Linked DNA regions of Zea mays: region 1 is linked to region 2. The links are chromatin contacts, called in public Hi-C maps. All regions are on one chromosome and are shown on one strand. The core of a region is the stretch at or near the end of the contact, and the rest is flanking DNA. Distances in the headings are between cores, read along the strand shown. Region 1 has its middle 43 kb from the start of LOC103651267. Region 2 has its middle 21 kb from the start of LOC103651266.

What was found. Hi-C and Micro-C count contacts between places; a contact is called where the count stands out from the background.
Region 1: a contact with region 2 is called in a Hi-C map of leaf, with 2.9 times the contacts expected there. The contact joins two enhancer-like sites. A contact is called at or near these places in 2 of 25 Hi-C or Micro-C datasets (leaf and tassel).

What each region holds. Positions count from the first base shown.
Region 1 is chr3:208,559,000-208,566,113 of Zm-B73-REFERENCE-NAM-5.0, reverse strand. No RefSeq gene overlaps it. Among protein-coding and RNA genes, the nearest start is that of LOC103651267, 43 kb to the left of the region's middle. Within about 2 kb of position 4,538, at least 19 of the 20 cell types and tissues checked have an H3K27ac peak or open chromatin away from gene starts, as enhancers often do. A contact at or near this core is called in leaf, where this site is marked.
Region 2 is chr3:208,388,583-208,395,573 of Zm-B73-REFERENCE-NAM-5.0, reverse strand. No RefSeq gene overlaps it. Among protein-coding and RNA genes, the nearest start is that of LOC103651266, 21 kb to the left of the region's middle. Within about 2 kb of position 3,098, at least 7 of the 20 cell types and tissues checked have an H3K27ac peak or open chromatin away from gene starts, as enhancers often do. A contact at or near this core is called in leaf, where this site is marked.

The DNA.
Region 1 (7,114 bases), core at 3,289-5,788, 170 kb before region 2:
TATTTCCAAGATGGTATGGGAAGAGGCTGTAAGGTGCCTGCTACCTTCAAATGACTGGCCTTGACTCTTTGGCAAGTGTCGCACTCAGATATATACTTAGCAATTTCCCTTTTCATTTTGGCCCACCAGTACAAAGATCTGAGATCATGATACATCTTGTTACTGCCGGGATGCATGGAGAATTTAGAAAGGTGAGCCTCATCCAATATTTTCTTTCTAAGCTCGAGGTTCTTGGGAACAACCAATCTATCTCCAAACCATAGAATTCCTTTGCTGTCCTGACGGAAGCATTTGTATTTGTCCACCTTTTGTTCGATCATTTCCTTAATGACTTGAACACCCTTGTCACCAATCTGTGCCATGACTATTTGTTCATGTAAGGTGGGCTCCACTGAAATATAACTCAAAGCACCGGAGGGAACAACTTCTATGTTCATCTTGCATAACTCATCACATAGGGTGGTGATTTTTGCATCCATACTCAGACAGTTACACTGGGCCTTTCGACTTAAGGCATCCGCCACAACATTGGCTTTGCCAGGATGGTAATGCACTTCCAAATCATAGTCCTTGATTAATTCTAACCATCTTCTCTGCCTCATATTAAGATCAGCCTAGGTGAAGATATATTTGAGACTCTTATGATCAGTGTAGATATTACAATGAGCTCCCATTAAGTAGTGTCTCCATATCTTAAGAGCATGCACTACGGCTGCTAACTCCAGATCATGTGTGGGGTAGTTCTGCTCATGGGGTCTGAGTGCTCGGGAGGCATAAGCAATGACTTTGTTGTCTTGCATCAAGACACATCCCAATCTAGTACCTGAAGCATCACAATAAACCTCAAAGGGTTTGGTATTGTCAGGCTGAGCTAGCACGGGTGCTGTTGTCAAATGCTGCCTCAATGTATGAAAGTGTAAAGCCCAAAATATGTATAAAAAAATAATAAGATAAATAAATAACTATACTTATATGTTAGTGTTCTAGGAATTATTTGATTTCCTTTTCTTTGTGCATACTCAATTAATGACTTTATATTATCCAACTAACAAATAAATGAGTAAAGCAATGAATATATATATACATATATAATAAAAATAAAAATAAAAACTTTACATTCATGTTGAGTATTTTTTTATTGTTGCACTTGACTGCAAAGCGTGGATTTGAAATTTAAAACTGAAAGAAGAAAATAGAAAGAAAACTGAAAATAAAATAAATGGAGAAGCTCCACCATTACCGTGAGCCCATGGTCGCTTGCCCCATTGCTCTCCAAAACTAACACGGGTGCAAGCCCAACTTCCCTTTTGTTTTTTATCCTTTTCTATTCCTTCGGCCGGGATGATGTCACTACCACAGCATGTCATCGGAATATTTCCTTATGTCGTTTATGCGTGGGTCCGCTGTACCGGGATCATCTTCCACCTCTGGATAAGCTCAGCCTGGAAGGCTGGAACGCAGGATCTGTTCGGGCTCTCCTTGACCCTAGTTGTTTGTTCTAGGGGTGAAAACGGGCGGATACGGACGGATAATAGGCCATCCCGTATCCTACCCTAATGTATTTTAATCGGATTCGGGATCGGATACGGATAGTTAGAAACAGGACGGATACGGATATAGGGACCGGATATTTATTCGGGCGGATACGGGACGGATACAGATATTGTGTAGCCGGATACATTGCGGATAACATGTACTTATCGGATAATGCATACATTCGCTATAATTCAGTTGGTCCAACATGGTAATATAATAATAAGTATACATCATACAACATAGTACTCTAACATAATAATATATCAATAAGTTTACATCATACAATATAGTACTCTAGCATGACAATATAACAATAAATTCACATCATACAAGACAATAGTTCAACATGATAATATAGCAATAAGTTCACATCATTCAACACATCATACAATATAGCATTACATAAACCATAGATCAACAACACAATATAGCAATAAGTTCACACCATACAATAGTCTAACACAATCGTTCATAAGTTCACATCACCCAAGAGTTTAACATAGCACAAGACAGTTCAACACAATAGACTATTACAATAAAGGATAGTTTTTAAATAACATAAGATAGTGCAAGCAATCCATGCTTGCTTGAAGATCTCAAGTCGCAACCTCATCGTCCACCTCCATAGCATTCATAGCTTCACTTATAGTTTTTATTTCACCCTCCAAATCTGAAATCAATAGAGAACAATAAAACATATCAGTAGTAGCCATCATCATCATTTACAAAAAAAATACAAGAACACATGTACAAGAAAATAAAACCTTTGTCTGAAGCAAGCTTCCAATCCTTAGTACAAACCAAGGCTTCAATAATTTTAGGTTTAAGCTTCGAACGGAAGGAATCAACCACACGTCCACCAGAGCTAAATGCCGACTCTGAAGCAACAGTTGACACTTGCATTGATAGTACATCACGAGCAAGGCTAGAAAGAATAGGAAAATTTGTCACTTGCCCCTTCCACCATGATAAGGCATCAAATGGTGCATCACCTTCATTAGCCTTCACTAGGCCGTCACTCATGTAAAGATCCAATTCAGACACTTTCTTCACATTGTTTGTTGCTGCATATAACTCATCAAGATTAACCTCATTCTCATCATCGTCATCCATCAAAACAACATTTTTGCTTGCCACAGAATCCTTCGAGCTAGTACCCTTATTAGTTGATTTTGCATTGATGGTTGATGAATAGAATGCAAATAATTCATTGATAACATTCATGAATGTCATTTTCTCCAACTCGGCCATCTCACTATCATACATCTTAGACATGTATAGCTCAACCATTCTGTGTTTGTACCTAGGATCAAGAAATGCTCCCACTGCCAAAGCCATATTGTTCATCTCCCAGTACTTATCAAACTTGTCTCTCATAGAGTATGCCATAGTGCAGATTATGGGATCACTACTATCACACCATCTTGCAATAGCCATCTTTATCTCAGAAAATTTACGAAAGAAATGATTTGCAGTAGGATATGAAGTGCTAGAAAAAAGTAATGTGACATCATAGAACTTCTTCAAACACTTGCTGATGTTTAATGCATTCAACCAAGACTTCAAAGATGGTCGCAGTGATTTTTGAATTGTGCATACAACATATTCTTTTCCTCAATATAAAGATCCATGATCTCTTTACGAACAGTAACACGAGACTTCAAAGGAAATGATGGTCGCAGTGATTTGATAAATTTCACCAAGTACTTGTGTTGGGCAATACTAAAAGGATACTCATGCATGATGATGGCATAATAGAGCAGTCTCACACTAAAATTCTCATCATATTTATATGTTTGTATAGTATCCCCATTCTGAGTTAAGTGTTGTTGACCCTTCAAAATCTTATGCCTCAGCTTTAAATGGTTACTAAAAGCCTTTGTGCCATTCGAACTATCGGCCTTAGCTTTATGTGGACATTTTTTTGCATTTTGCCCACTTTTGCTTAACAATGGAACCATCATTTTGCTCCACTTCTACATCATACCTTGTAAAATGCTCCCAAACCCATGAAGTGAGCTTCTTTTTCTTGACATCTAATTCTTCATCACAATCATCTTCAGTGCTTATTTGGACACTTGCAGCTATGCTTGCATTTTCACTTGCACTCGCACTTGCATCTTGTGCAACTATAACAAAAAAGAATATGTTAATATACATTTGCATTCACTTGAAAATGAAACAAACAAAGTAAAAAGGACACCTTTCGAAACTTGAGGTTGAGGCACTAAATCTGTGCTCTTGTTTGACCTTGTTGCTTTAAATGCTGATGCCATAAACTTGCTTGTAGAGGTACTAGTTGACTTGGTTGCTAGTAGTCGTTTCACCACACGATTGTCTCCATCTATGGATTTGTTTTTTCTGACATTCACCTCACTACCAGTAGGTGTAAGAACATGATCCTCCTCCTCCATGTGGTCACTGTCATTGCCATTAACATCCCCCCCCCCCCCAATACCATGTATCTCATCTTCATTAGACACATTGTTGTCAATATCACAAATATTATCCACATCCATGGTGCTGTTATTGTCCATCACAAAGCATAAGAACAAAGTTACTGGTAGATTGTGCTAGTCAAATACATAAAAAACTAGAAAGCAACAATACCTTAGAAGAGAGCGAGGGGCTGCAAACCGGGGCCACGGCGCGAGAGTTCGACCGCGAGGCGCCTCCGATTGTTGTTGCCGAGACGCCGGAGCCGATGACGACGAGCCGGCGACGACGACGGGTGGCGACGAGTTGGGACCGGACCTGCTGGCATGGGGCAGCTGCATCGTGCGAGCGCGGGTGAACAGCGCCTGGCTGGCTGGCTGGCTGCAGACTTGCACGGAAGCAGTTGTGGCGCGGTGGCGGGGTCGAAGTGGCACACGCTGGCGGTGGCGCGGCGGTGCAGTCGGCCGGTCTCTAGTGCCAGAGCTGCGGCGGCGCCTTGCCCAGCCCTAGCGTCTGGTCGTCTGCCCAAGCCAAGAGTCCAAGACCCGATCAGTCGATCACCCGAATGCACTAAAAAAACCAACGGGCCTCAGCAGCCTCAGCCTTTGGCTACGGCCCACACACATATGGGCTGACCGTGAGAGCCTGATTGCCTGAGACAGTGAGACGCACGGCTGAGATGCAAGGTGGAGAAAAGGTACCGGGTACCCGACAACTAGGTACCCGTATCCTCCCGCCAGTTCCGGGTATTTACCGGGTATTGGCTGTTCCGTATCCGTCCCGTATCCGATGAGTTTTTATCCGGGTAGTACCCGTATCCGTCCCGGATGCAAAAATACCCGTACCCGTATCCGGAAAATGGTCCCAAATCAGTACTCGTATCAGGTACCCGTTTCGGGTACCCTACCTGTTTTCACCCCTAGTTTGTTCCGCCCTCGGACTTTGGTCTCTGCGTGCGTGGGGGTTGCGGCAGATGGACCCCACGGGGCTAGAATCTTCTCCTTCCCCGGATCATTGGCTGAGTCTGTTACGATCCGTGCAAGCCGATCACTGCGTACGTCAGCCCGCCTTCGCCCAAGGCTATATATAGCACCACGTTTTGTCCCCGGTTCATCAAAAAACACGATCTCATTTGCCCAGCCGAGTGTGGGGCCGCCGCGGTCGAGAGTTTGACGTCAAACGCCGTAAGCCCAGAGAGGAGAGAGAGTGCGAGTTGCCGTGAGCTAGCCATCTTCACCTTGCCATCGACTTAGCCTCGGTTGACGCCCAGGGGTCATCGTCGGGGGACCGTAGAAGCTCGTTGTGTCTCGCCTGATCCTGGGGTTGTCTTGCGCGCACAGAATTGCTTGTCGGAGACATCCCACCGTCGCTGGGCCGTCGTTCACTGTGGCCAGCACGTAGATCTGGGCATAAAACTCGAGCCCGAAGCCCTATACTCGAAATACCCGAACCCATACCCGTTTAGCCCGAAGCCTGTTACCCGAACATCTCTAGCGGGTAACGAAACTAAATACCCGAACTAAGTTCGGGCCTAATCGGGTATTAACCCGTGGTACCCGAAGTACCCATTCTACCCGAAATAACCAACATCGTCCAGGCACCAGGCCGAGCTCTAGCCCCACAGCGGCTGCCTTGTCCAGCGTTGGCTACGGCGCCCCCCAATCCCCATCGGCTACACTTCCAGTCTTTGTTCTCCGGCAACAGCAAGGCATGGCGGCAACAGCAACTCAGCAAGGCACAATGGCAACTAGCAACCACACACCAGGCGCCAGGCAGCCAAGCGCCGAAGCGTGTACAGGCGTACAGCGGACAGGCGGCCACCGGCCAGGCGAATAGGCGGCCACGCGTAGACAGCAGACAGGCGTACAACGGACAGGCGGCCTCACCGGCAAGCCATCGCGCCACCGGCCAGGCAACCAAGCGCAGACAGCAGACATCACCCTCGCCGACAAGCCGCTGCGCTACCTAACGGCCAGGCGGCCACGCGCGGACGTAGCCTCGCTGTCAAGCCGCCGCGCCACTGGCCAGACGCGCCCTCACATGTGCTTTTATATATTTCGGGTAAATTGGGTATACCCAAACCCGAAATTACGGGTACCCGAAATTACGGGTTGCGGGTTTTAAAAGCTGTGATCGGGTATCAGTTTCTATTACCCGAATTTACCAAAACCCAAACTACCCGACCCGAAATAATCGGGTAACCCGAACGCCCAGTCCTACCAGCACGTACGACTGCCACACCCACCGGTAATACGCCTCTAACTAGTTCATCGTTATTTCCATATGGCGTAAGACTTTTCGAAAGTAAACTTGAAGCATCCGTGTACCGACATGTGCCACGCCGGCAGACCGCCACCGCGGAGGCCCTAGACACCGCCGCAGGCGTTCATCGAGATGAAGAAGATGCGACCTGTGCCATTGATTTGGTAGCAAACGACTGGGATTAGAACCCTGAATATCCCTTCGTGTAATTAAATCCTAACCGTACGATTCGATCGGACATCTGGCAGAAGCTGCTGACGTGGTGGCCTCGCTGGCCATAGATCCTTGATCCTGTAGCGGCGAGTTTATACTGGTTGGGTATAACTTAAGATCTAATCTGAACCGTGTGTTGATGATCCAATGGCTAGAATGAGCCGATACCCCTCCACCGAGTTTTTTTTTAAAAAGAGACCCTGCAGTTTTCGGAAATAAACCTGCCGTCCTGTGCGGGGGAAATCCTGAGTCTCATGATTTTTTGCGTAATAACCCCTGCGTCCTTCTGTTATTTGTGCCCAGTCAAGAACCCCTAGCAAATTCAAAATTTAATAAAGAAAATAGGTTTTTAATATAAAAATAAATCCATAAACTTGTTTAATTCATATTTAATTCATTCTAAGTCCAAATTAATCCATTCCAATTCCTATAATTTTGTAATATTGTTGTTTATCACCTAGTATCTCTGTTTTGATGAAAACAGTAATAAAATTTATTTCTTAGTTAATCTTGCATCAAATACATAAAACCTTTGGAAATTCATAACTTAAGATCCATAACTCTAAAATTAATAATTTCTGATCCTAGAATCTTATTTTAATGTGTAGATTATTATTATATATTTTGTTTACATGTTTGGTGTGATGTTAATTTTGCCTATACCATG
Region 2 (6,991 bases), core at 1,849-4,348:
AAAGAGAGATAGTCTCATTTAGTGACTTTTAGCAGTGGTCATTGTTTGAGCCAGATCGACTTCATTCTCACAAGAAGAGAAGATAAACAAGCATGTTTGGATTGTAAGGTGATACCTGGAGAGAGTGTTGTGCCCCAAAAATAAACTTCTGGTGGCTGACTTCCGTTTTTTAATTCGTACCCATAGGATAAACAAGCCAAATTTGTGAGGACGAAGTGGTGGAAACTCAAAGGGGAGACATCCACAGTTTTTAAGGGAAGAGTTATTGTGGAGGGTGTTTGGTCCGAAGAAGAAGATGCAAACAACATGTGGGTGAATATGGAAACTTGTATTAGGAAGGTGGCGTTAGAGGTGTTTGAAGTGACCAAAAGGAGCAGAGGTGAACCTAAAGATACTTGGTGCTGAACTGAGGACGTGCAAAAGGCAATAAAGGAGAAGAAAGAATGTTATAGGAGCTTGTTCCATGACAGGAGTGCGGTGAACATAGAGAGGTATAAAGTGGCAAAGAAGACTGCAAAGCGAGTTGTGAGTGAGGCAAAGAGTTGAGCCTATGATGATCTTTACCGAAGACTAAGTACAAAGGAAGGGGAGAAGGATGTCTATAAGATGACTAGGATTCAGGAAAGGAAGATGAGAGACCTTAACCAAATTATATGCACTAAGGACGAGATGGATCAACTCTTGGTGAAAGGACAAGACATCAAACAAAGGTGGCAGATGTATTTTGACAATCTTTTCAATGGTGAGAATGAGACTATGGACACCTAGTTTGATGACTCCTTTGATGATTTAAATAGATGCTTTGTACATAGAATCCAAGAGTCAGATATCAAAGAAGCTTTAAAATGATGAAAGGGTCAAGGCGATGGGTCCAGATGGTATCCCAATAGAGGTGTGGAAATGCCTTGGGGATATTGTTATAGTTTGGCTAACCAAGTTGTTCAACCATATTTTTCGATCAAACAAGATGCCCGATGAGTGGAGGAGTACATTAGTACCAATTTTCAAGAACAAGGGAGATATTCGAAGTTGTACCAACTATCTAGGGATTAAGCTCATGATTCACACTACATACCAACTATTAAGCTCATGAGCCACACTATTAAGCACAAGATGCCCGATGAGAGGAATGACACATATCACCGTGAACCAATTTGGATTCATGCCCATAAGGCCATAAGGTCAACCATGGAAGCAATTTTCTTAATAAGACAAGTCATGGAGTAGTATAAGGAGCATAAGGACTTGCACATGGTTTTTGTCAACATGGAAAAGGTCTATGTCTATGATAAAATACCTAGGAATCCCATGTGCTGGGCATTGAACAAGCATAAAATTCTAACAAAGTATGTTACGCTCGTCAACGACATGTATGACAAGGTTGTGACTAGCGTCCGAACAACTGATGGTGATAAAAATGTTTTCCCAATTAACATAGGACTACATCAAGGTTTATATTTGATCCCTTATATATTTGCCTTAGTGATAGATGAGGTCACGAGGGATATACAAGGAGATATCCCTTGTTGTTTGATTTTCGCTGACGATGTAGTTCTAGTAGATGAAAGCAGGAAGGAGTAAATAGAAAGCTAGAGTTATGGCGTCAAACCGTAGAGTCAAAAGATTTTAGAAGTAGCAGGACCAAAACTGAGTATATATATGAGATGTGACTTTGGTACTACAATTAGTGAGGATGGAGATGTAAGCTTGGGAGGCCAGGTAGTACCCAAAAAGGACACCTTCTGTTATTTGGAATTGATGCTATATAGAGATGGTGATATTGATGAAGATGTTAGCCATAGGATCAAAGCGGGGTGGATGAAATAGCGTCAAGCATCGGGAGTCCTATGTGACAAGAGAGTGCCACAGAAGCTGAAAGGTAAGTTCTACAAGACGACGGTTAGGCTTGCTATGTTATATAGGGCTGAGTGTTGGCCTACTAAGAGACAACCATATCCAATAACTAAGTGTCGCAGGGATGTGTATGTTGTGCTGGATATGTGGGCACACAAGATTGGACTGAGTGAGAAACAATGACATACGTGATCGGCTAGGAGTAGCGCAAATTGAACAAAAGCTTATTTAACACCTGTTGAGATGGTTTGGACATATCCATCCAAGACCCCAGAGGCACCAGTGCACAGAGGTATCATGAGACGATACAATAATGTGAAGAGAGGTAGAGTGCGATCAAACTTGACATGTGAGGAGGCAATCAAAAGGGACTTGAAGGAATGAAATATCCCAAAGGAGTTGGGTTTAGATAGAAGTGCTTGGAAAGAAGCTATCCACATGCCCGAACCGTGATTAAGACTTTTCCCTTTTAGTTCTCTCAAAAGCTTTCTCCCATATCCTTTCTGTCTCTTTCTCTTGTTGGTTTTCAACTCTAGCCCACTCCAATTTACTTAGGACTTAAAGTCTATGTTGATGGAAAAACCAAGAATCCTAAGGGCTCATTCGGTTGGCAGCGGATGGAGGGAGATTAAATCCCCTTTTATTCAATTTTGAATAGAAGGGGATTTAATCCCCCGAGTGTTGAAGCATGGTTTTGCTGCTCTTGTTAGGGATTAGCGAGGTAGCCCGCAGGCAGGCAGGAGTTCGCAGCAGCAGTAGAGTAGATAGTGGGTGGTTCGGATGGGCCACGATATACCCTAAGTCGGTCCACCGAGACCAAAAAAAAATAATATGATATATTTATATTTGCATTCTAAAGGTTATATCTATAGTTTTATATGGCATTCTTATATCTAAAATTGTATACTTAAATATTACGAATTATACTAGATTATTTATTAAAAAATATTATGACATACCTCATGAATTTTTTTTAGCTACGCCAGCCACTACACTGCGCATATCGGCATATGCATCGCGATCCCTTTCTGAACGGTAAATATACCTGACAAGCATACATGGCACGCTCTCGTTCGGAACCTGCGCGGAAAACAGACCTGGGTTTGGTCTTGGAAATAAGGGTTGCCTTCGCCTACATATAAATACGTGACGTGCTCGTGCGCATATGTATGAGACGCTCAGGCTCAGCGTTGTCCTTGTTAATTAAGCTCAATACTAGCACTGCATCTGCGCGCTACAGATGGCTTTCGTCAACGATGCCTCGTCGACTGAGTTGTGGGCTGCGTTGCTCGTGCCATGGGGCCATGCAGTCATGCAGAGGCGTGCCGGAATGCTAAGCATAAAGTACAGAGGGATGACGACGAGAATAAACTGTCACGGCGAAAATTCCAGTTTCTGAACCTTCTTGCCACCGGCACAGCAGGATCCGGGAAGGTCAAGCCGCGATTCTAGAACTGCTGGTTGGGACAAAGTTAGGAACGCAAGTACGCAACATAAGTCACTTCGATGCGACGTCACGAGTCGGACGCTAAACTGTTCAGTAACCAGAAGCAGCAAAAGAACATGAGCATTAAAAGGTTCAGTCGGCAGTGCTACATATTTGCCGCCCAATTCCACAAGTACCTGCCATTTTTTTTGCAGACGCAGAGACAGAAAGACAATTTAGAAACGTAGTGGACGCCAACAAGCGACAGCCGCACGAATACAGTAATCAAGGCTAGAAGTTTGACCTTTCACAGGGCCAGTAGGCCACACATCTTAAGACTGTCTTTTGTGTTTAGTTTAAGAAATCACTCCATCCCAAATAAGGTGGTGTATTATGGATCTATTTCTCAAATTTGGTGGGATAACCTCATTCTTATATTAGTACTAACTAACTATAAAGAATGAGGTGTTGATGGATCAACTCATTTACCAAACAAAAAAGTAAGGATGGACTACCTCTGTCGGTGTTTTGACCTGAGGGTCCTAACTAACTAATGAATTAGTGATGCGTGTCCCGGTCCAGATAAGTGATACAAGAAGACACAGAAGGTTTATCCTAGTTCGAGCGATAGAAGACTCAGCCTACTTCCAGCAGAGGGGGATGAAACTTATATTATCTTACACCTAAGTGCTCGTAGTAGGGGATACAAGCTAGTCGATTGAGGGAGTGGATCCCAAGTCTCTGAAGATGATTGAGGCAAGTGTCAATATCGTTTGTGGAGGGCGAAACCTGTGAAGTGTTGTTCCCCTCCTTTCCTAGAAGCCCTGGACTCCTCCTTTTATAGCCTCAAGAAGGGATCCTAGGAGCGTCAAGGTTTGTCGTAATGGGGAGAGGAGACAAGCCTGAGCCCCTGTAGCAGCATGGCCACCGGAATGGCCTTTGTTCTTGCGGTTGTCTTGGATCAAGGGAAGGACATCCGACCCTTGTATCCCATATCTTGACCGAGCAGAGAGCCGAGGCCAGGATCAGGGGCTCAAATGCGTACCCGGGCCTAGCTTGTTGATGTGTTGTCCGAGTCACAGTTGTTGAAATAGTGATAAGTATGGTGCAAAGCACATGGTAATTCGTCCCGTATGGTGTAAAGTAGACTTGACATCAGTCTTGCAGTTTCTGTAGCCATCCCGATGTCAGTTGTCTCTGCGCAAGGGGGGCTAGTGGCGTCGGGCGTCCTTTTGTCGATGTTATCTAGGCTGAGGCCATGCTCGGGCGAGACGGAGGTTTCTCCTGAGGCCATGCTCGGACCTGCACCAGGGCATGCAGTCGTGTAGGAAGTGGTTAGAACAGTTGCCGGAGTGGCGTCCTGCGGGATTCGCGGGGAGTTGGTGGCTGCTGCCAGGGAAGTTGGCCGAGGCTGAGCTTGGGCGAGGCGAAGTCTTCTCCCGAGGCTGAAGCCGTTCTTCGGGCGAGGCAGAGTTTTCTCACGAGGGTGAGGTTGTGCCCAGACGTGTGCGTGTCCCATCTGAAGTTGTTCGAGAACTGTGATCAGAGTGGGGGAGCAGTGTCCGGTATTCTCGAGCGTGCATCATTGTAGTTGGTGAAAGTATATGGGACTGCAGTCTCATCGTCCTCTGTTGATTGTGGTGTCACATGGAGCAGTTATCCGTATCATTTGCACACGTCTAGCTGCAATTTTTGCCACATAATTAGGCTAAGAAGTTATCCGTATCGGTGTCACATGGAGCAGTTATTCGTATCGTTTGCATTTAATGCACATGTCTAGCAGTTATCCTACCAGGCTAAGAAGATTAATTAGTAACTCTAGCTGCAAATTTTGCCACATAAAGATAATCTAGTGTTAAGTACAAGACTGCCACACATGATAACTTGGGGGTCCACCCATGAGAGAGAAGTTTTTTTTCCAAAAAAAAGAAAACTTGTGACAGAAAGAATACATGTACCAATTAAAGTGATCGTGCGATGATAATGTACCATTCTCCCCTTGCACACAGTTGTCCTCAGATCATGCATGGGCATCTTTAGGTGACCCTGATTCCATAATACGTGAGCGTACATGCCTTATTTGATCTCAAGCAGCGTTGCCAGGCACTGCTCAGTTTTAACATCAAACTGAACATGTGTTTGTTCTATTAGGTTCGTGGCATATTGCATCTTGTTGGTTTTCATCACGAGTGAAGCAAGAAGGCTGCAGCAAGTTGGTTTTCATCACGAGTGAAGCAAGTTGGATTGAGTGTCATGGTCTTCTGCAAATTAGGGAATGGATAAGTATGCGTAAAAAGTAGAGAATCAGAAAGGACCATGTCCCCATCTACTGATGCCCATTCGCACCACCAACTGTAACACCAACATGATTACTTATAACCTCCAATGCCATCAACCAAATGACAGTTATTTAAAATTACTAAAAATTAGATACAGTCAGATGCATATGCGACAGTAAATAATGCAGAAAAAATAGAATGTCAACACAAAATATGGTTCAGCAGCATATTATGGAAAGAGCAGGTAGTCTCCAAATTAAAACAAAGCGAAAATCCATGAGCCGAAAGGATAGAAAAGTAGGAATCCGACCAGAAACCTGTTCTTTGTCCCCTGCTCTCCTTGGGTGGGTCTACCGCTGTTTCTGTGATTCTATAGAAATGACTCTAACGGTCTAACCTCTATGAACGAGGTGAGTTGGCTGAAAGGTTTTGGCCTTTTGGGGAGGGAGGGAGCCGAAGAAACATGGTTCGGTGGGGCACGAACTTCATTTTGAGCGAGCTTGCCAGGGTCACCACTCACCAGTGCTGCTGGGAAGCCTTGGCCACGGCTGCAGGCTGCAGCTGCGTGCGACGCCGGTGCCGACGAGTAGCGTGGGGCGGGTCACGGTTCATATTTCTCGGCGAGGTCCGCGGGGCTCAGGGTTCTGGGTTCCTCCTCGTGCGGCGGCGCAAAACTGGCGACTCCGGCGGCGAGTCCTGCTCCTCGATATGGCCGCCTCGAATGGGTCCTTCACGGAAGACATGGTGTGGTGGCGGTGGATGCGCGAGAGGTCAAGCAACGGATGGCGAGTCTTGCTCCTCGATATGGCCGCCTCGAATGGGTCCTTCACGGAAGACACGGTGCGGTGGCGGTGGATGCGCGAGAGGTCAGGCAACGGATGCAAAGAAGACTGACGGGCGGCGAAGAAACTTGAGGAAAAGTTGGAAAAAAGACTTGATAGCTGGAAGGGTAGTTCTTTATCTGTTGTTGGGAGAATTACCTTGATTAATGCATGCTTATCCAACTCCCCAATTTACCATATGTCGATGTATTTGCTTCTGAAAACAACTATTGATAATCTGGATAAGAAAAGGAAGAAGTTCCTTTGGCAAGGTGAAGGGGATAAAAAGAAATATCATCTTGTTAGATGGGATAAAGTCTGTACTAGCAAAAAAAAAAAGTGGGCTTGGAATTAAGAATTTAAGACTGCTAAATATTTGTTTAATGTGCAAGTGGTGGTGGAAACTTGAAAACGAGAAGGGGATTTGGCAAGAAATTATGAATAGTAAATACATCCATGGTAATAGTATCCTTAATATTGGCCCCAGGGTGGGTGATTCTCAGGTGTGGAGCGATATGCTTAAAGTTAGAGAGTATTACATACAGGGGAGACACATTATTACGCGATCTGGTGATAAGACTAGATTTTGGGAAGATTCTTGGCTTCTTGAT